Regions from separate parts of the Bicyclus anynana genome. Here region 1 is linked to region 2. The links are chromatin contacts, called in public Hi-C maps. All regions are on one chromosome and are shown on one strand. Each heading gives the region's core, a stretch centred on a gene start, on an enhancer-like site or on the middle of the called end of the contact. The rest is flanking DNA. Distances are from core to core; before and after follow the strand shown.

Region 1 (3,298 bases), core at 590-3,089, 59 kb before region 2:
TCCAAACTATTGTCATACTTCTTACATATTTCTTGATAAAATTAGTTTATAAAAAAACCTGAGTAGAGTAGATTGAATATATTTTTTCCTTAATTGCATTTAATATTCTATGTTTTGCATACAATATTTTTGATAGGTTGTTTGATAATTGTGTGGAATATACTTTTATTGCTAACTAGTTAATTACTTACAAAATCCTTAATTCATCTTGTGGTATAAATTGTTCCCTTTTGTCAAAATTTTTTTTTCTACAAATACTTTTGTTTTTTTTTATTATCATATAAATGTAATTAAGTTGATACTACAAAATTTTGTGGAAAAAAACTAAAAGAGAGATTTCTTTTATATCTGTCGTTACTATATGCAAATACTGCTTTTTAAAAAATACCTGTCTGACAAGATCTCCAAAGGGATGATTACAAAACTGTATTCCTGGTTCTGTGTTGTTGTTTAACTTGTTAGTTAACATAAACATAAATTATTGTAAATCTGAAATTGTACAAAAATATTGTTAATATTGGCTATTTTAAGGATGGATGGCTGGTCCAAAATTATATTTATGAATCTCTGATAATAAAGATGACAAATAAATACCAGTGAAAAAACAAGTACTTTCATACGATACGCATATTTAATAAAAGAATATTCCATGTACATAATTGCCTTTTTTATTTTTATAATTTTTAAAAATGAATTCTCCCATTTTTCTCTTGGAATAATTTTTATGGTTTTTAAGTCTGTGAAACTTTAAGAAAAATAAATGTGTTACCATATTCAAATTAATATTTTTCACTTTCCACGGATATGATCATCAAAAAAGGTTCGTGTTCCTTTAAATTTCTTCGTTGCGATTTTAATATCACGAAAGAGTCGTAATTATACAAATGTAAGTACTGTATGTGTAGCAAAATAAGCGTTCAACAAATAAAATGCCTTACATATATCTAATAATTATCACTGCCTCATTAAGGTAGTCCAATGGTTAGCAAATATTATATAACTAGATATACAGAATGCTCGGGAGTATTTTCCATAACTCTAGGGTAACATTCTTTAACAAAAATTAATTCACAAAATTCAAGGAACATGTGTTCAAAAATGAACATTTTGGGAGTAAATCTCTTTTGTAATTAGATCATATAATATGTCTCTTAGAATCCTTATAATAGTGACGTATTTATATTTTAAAATGCAACGTTGCCGCTTTGTTACCTAAAGGCGTATGTTACATGGATAGTCGGTATTATTTGAATAACTTAGTATGTAAGCATTTTTTTTGTACTTAATAAGATATTAGTTATGCAGTTCGGATCTTGTAAGTGGTCTCGTTACTACCCTGAAGTTATGGGAAATACGAATACGCGAGCAGCCTGTATCTATCCTGGATCACTGAAATATTGAATTTTTGTTTCTTACAAGACATTCTCATCATTAGCATAGTTATGAGTAATTATGTTCTTTGGTCATGCACTTCCATTCACGATTGATGATTTTTGGTCGGTAAATCCAAATATTGCGCTTACTCGGCTAAAATACTAAAGTAGTTCGAACTAGGCGCCGTCAACTTCAACAATAGTTATTATAGGGTCAAACATTTTATCACACCACACAAAGCTCGCCAGTCTACATTTGAGCAGCTATTTTAAAAATTATATTATTGATGATGATTTTGATGTGAAACTCCACTAGAATGTGCAAGTTTTGCTTAAATAATCTAGCAACTCAAAACAGCTGTCAAAGTCAGATATGACATCCATGACATCTCATGTCAAATAAACAGGTGTTTACATGCCGATAAAAATAAATTTTATAGGTCAAAATTTTTTATTAAATTAATTATGTACAATTATAATATCATTTTAGATCAAATATTGTTCTATTCACGTCAATTCGTTTACTTTTGTTATTAATTAAACATTATTACGTTATTTGTAATGAATTCATGTTGTGGTAACGAATTGTTATTCAATTCTGCAATAAGTGAAGTAGTGAATAGTAATTTAGCGCAAATATTGAAATTAGTGAATATTGAGCACAGTGTTACTGGTTATTGTGTTGTTCTAGTTCTTGTTATCGTAATTGGTGTTAGTGCGGTTACCTTGCGAAGAATTTCTGTGAAAGATACAACCCCTAGGCTGTAAGAAAGTAAAAGTAATAATTAAATGAACATTCGATCGCTGCACCTGTAGCGTACTTCAGGTAAGTCTATATGCTTTGATGCTTTTGAGCTTACTGACTGTACAATACCTTGTATAGTCAGTTAGTTTTTTATTCTGGGGAGTCCGTTTGGCTTTACACCATGTTAAAATGACAGTTCAAAAACATTTGCGTGCCTAAACTGAAGGTTTAGTTCATTAAAGAAGATTGTTTCAGTCTTACACACCTATGTCATCATCATCATCATTATCAGCCGATGGAGACCCACTAGCCCAACATAGGCCTCTTGTGTAGACTTCCAAACACCACATTCCCTGGCTGCTAGCATCCACCGGCTCCCTGCAACCTGCTTGGTGTCCTCGGTTTATCTAGTGAGATGTCATACACTGTGCTTTCCAGTGTGGGGTTGCCATTCTAGCACCCTCGGCCGCAAACATCCACTAGCTCTTAGAAATATGTTCCCTGCCTATTGCCACTTCAACTTCACAACTCTAAGCTTTGTCAGTGATTTAGGTTCTTTTTCCTCAATTCTGATTTTATCACAAAGAGAAACTCCAAGTAAAGCTTGCTTCATCACCTGCTGAGTGACTCTGAGCCTTCTTATGAGGCTTATAGGTTAGAGACCAAATCTTAGACCCCAAAGACCTTGTAATGTGCTGTCTACTAACTTTCTTTTGTCAACGTCTTGTATGCACCCGGTACACACTATTTTCAGAGCCAAACTTCCAAAAAAAAAGACAACCTGTGTTTTCTCATAGGACTGGCAGACATTAGTGTGCATTAGGGTATGCACGAGTAAGAAAAATAACCAAAATGGGAAAATTTTCTAATTCGATTTTTTTCTGTATAAGCATTCAGAAAAACTTAGTATGCAGTACTTTAATGCATGTATGAAGTGCACACTCAATGTGCACTGTTTACCAACAAACAAATTAAAAATGTGACTATAAATTGATAGTCCTTTCACATCTAATAATAATTTATAATTAACTTGTTCTTAATGAATGAAGATAAATTTGAGTAATATGCTTAGAACAATTAGATATAAGTAGTTAATATATTTTAAAGACATCCAGTATGACTTTAGTATATGTAATCTTATTCTGATGACTGGTATTACGCTATTTGATTTCTCATCAAG
Region 2 (3,028 bases), core at 196-2,695:
CTTCCTAAAACTATTTCTCCTCTACAGTGCGTTGAACTGGCGATCCTTTGTGGCTATAAAGAGTTTATAGCTTTGACACCTAACCTTGTGGCGATACTGTTTGTTGTCGGACCATTTTGTATGCATTTGTTATGTTAATACAGAACAACAGAAAAAACAGCAAATTATTATTATTCAGATTCAGCTTAGTATCATATTTTTGAAGATAATGATCTGAAATATCTATAAATTATGCTGATGATTTGAATAATGTTTACATAAAAAATAAAACAGAAACAGAGATGCAAAAGTTCACTGCCTAACCTGAGGACGATTACGAAGTAATTGTTATTGGAGAAGGAATTTTCAATTACCTAGTTACTATCCTAGCGCATGCCACTGCTATAAAAGTAGGTTTACATTAACCTATTAATATTAAAATTGTGAAATTTTGTTCGTTTGTATGTCTTTAAGATTGTGTATGTTTTTAACAGACCTGAAGACTATCGTCTAATTTCTTCAATGTAGGCGTTTTTAAAACGTATGACGATACGCATTCAGTCACATGTATAAATGTTAAATTGCCTACCTTAATCTAAGACTTTGTGGTGAATTATAAAAATTTCATTTAAAGAGAATTAAAACACCAAATCTTTAACCTAACATTTACCGCAAAACACGCATTTAAAATAACAAATGCCAATCCAAATCGGATCAATATTTTTATAATAAAGAAGATCTTGGACGTCCAAATCCAAGTAAGTACATATACGGGAAGCTCCTTTGATAAATCGGTTAACAATGATTTATGGTAGCGAGTGTATTGAACTCGCGTACGTGTAAAGATATAAAATACTTTAGTCATCAATTTATATTTAAAAAAATAGAGATATTATATCTTTAGTATAGCCACTGCAATTTTATATTGCACTCGCAGTAAACAGGTGGACTTATGCGACTCGTACGTTTATTTTCGCAATGGTTAATGAATCTGCGTTTATTGTCGTTCAGTTTTTACGTCCAAAAACGAATTACGTATATGCTTAATGGCGCGTTTCGTCATTTTTGACAGTGTTGGGTGTTAATTCAGAGGTATTCAGCGCATTGCATGCTCTTAATGATTTACCGGAACCGGCGCCCGCTGCGAAACAGATACCGAAATGAGTTGCGGGGAATGCAAATCTCGCTCGGACAATTTTAATCTATAATTAAAATAAAAATTAAAACACAACCCGCTTTAACCGTTCGTTCGATGCAATTTCAGATACTTTGGTACGCATTTAAGAGTACTTATGATTAAAAAACTGCAGTGAGCCGCCGACTTTTTTGGAGAACGGTTCTCGGGCCATTATTCATTGCGGAGACGTACGCTGATAATGTGATCGTACATTTTATATTCCTTTCGCCGTAGTGCGCGTGAGCCAAACGCGCCCGATTCGATTTTTGGCAAGCGTCGCAGTCGATTTCGGCGAAAGATTACATTTGGGACCTAAGTACTTGATTGTTTTTCGGTCACTCACCCTATGGCGGTTCTTTGTAACTTCTTTTTTTATTATAACTTTCAATTTAACACGAAAAAGTGGGACAGATATTTATTCAGTCATCGACCCCGCCAATTATTTTATTTTCCCTTCAAACACGCTGGGCCTTTATTGATTATAGTTGGAGATAATGCCGTGTGAGATGTAGCTCTAATTCTAGGAGTTTGTCGGTCGGAATTCGCCTGTTGCCGCGAGAATGTGGTTGTTTAACGAGGTCTTTAGACGGCCGTAATTCCTGCGATGATTTGACGCCCTGCGTTGCATGTTGTACAATTAGCCTTCCTAGCTTGCAAGTCTATTGAGATAATCGTTAGATACTTCATTATGCGTGCCAGTATCCAGATCAATTTACATAATACCAGCCTCCGAGTTGTTCATTACTGCTATTAATATTTACAGAGGCGACTCACCAATAATGCGTTTCCTTGAATTAATTCAATCAACGTGGCATGCTAAGGGATTGATGGGTTGCATGTTTAATTCGGTCTTGTACAGAATGGTCGTTGCGAAATTAAGACTGTGTTACGTAATGAACGTATCATTTCTGTTTTATTAACTTTTAACTCACTCACTTAAATGGCATGTTTGCAAAATGTTATTTAGTGTGTAATCAAGAGATTACACACGTGCAAGTAAAATTTTGCGCCAAACATGTGTTAAGTTTTATTTAAACCTCTTATTATTTCTTACTATACTTTCGAATAGTTTTGTAAACGACAGAAACAATTTTCTAGTTGATCTCGGCGAATGATTTTTCTAACTTTTATTAATGTTGTTCAAGAATTATTACAAAGTCACCTTTTAATACTAGTACCTACCTACTGAAACTCTATTATGTAAAAAAACTCACATGTATATTGTGCATTGACGTGTTCTGAGCGAGCTCATGTTAATTCATAGGGGCGACTCTATTCGAGTGAAATTAACATCTCCCGCAGCACCATAGGTTTTTCCTATTTGATAAATGCCATTTATCAAATCTATTAGCGGCACAGTGCCTTAGCCGCAAATGGGTAACAGATAGATAAACTTACTTTCGCATTTAAATTGGATGGATGGATTTTTTACATGTAGTATCATATTTTTTATTTGTTAAATATATTGTTACCAATATAGTGTTGGCAAACAACGCTACTTAGTTACCTATCAACCTACTATGTATCAACGAAAGAAGCGATATTTGAATAGGGATGATGAAAGTTTTTTAAATTGTATATAAATTAAGAGTATACTAATAGTAAAGCAATTTTGTAAAAGGAACAGGGTATCTGCGATCATTACTTTCGGAGCTACAGGGACTTAAAGAGTCAGATTTGCGGCGCTGCCGCGGATCCCTGAAAAACGCCCCATACAAAATGGCTCGTACTAATGACGTCATAGGCAATGTAGTGATCGTTGATTTGTATGCGCGTTCAAACAAAATTACTAATATCTTTTTATTATACACTTATTTGTGTGTTTATGCTTATAGTTCATAAAAAATGTCACATTTAATGTAAGGAAGCTAA

Evidence for each region. Hi-C and Micro-C count contacts between places; a contact is called where the count stands out from the background.
Region 1: a contact with region 2 is called in a Hi-C map of whole larva, with 4 times the contacts expected there. The contact joins the promoter of LOC112044399 here to the enhancer-like site in region 2. A contact is called at or near these places in 2 of 2 Hi-C or Micro-C datasets (whole body and whole larva).

Annotation. Positions count from the first base shown.
Region 1 is chr1:2,515,505-2,518,802 of ilBicAnyn1.1, reverse strand. It overlaps LOC112044399 (solute carrier organic anion transporter family member 74D), which reads left to right and starts at 1,839. Exons shown (of 11, transcript XM_024080238.2): 1 at 1,839-2,199. It overlaps LOC112044401 (deoxynucleoside kinase), which reads left to right. Exons shown (of 5, transcript XM_024080241.2): 5 at 1-659.
Region 2 is chr1:2,455,913-2,458,940 of ilBicAnyn1.1, reverse strand. The region is part of intron 2 of LOC112044399 (solute carrier organic anion transporter family member 74D); the gene reads left to right. Among protein-coding and RNA genes, the nearest start is that of LOC112044402, 31 kb to the right of the region's middle. Within about 2 kb of position 1,445, at least 4 of the 8 cell types and tissues checked have open chromatin away from gene starts, as enhancers often do.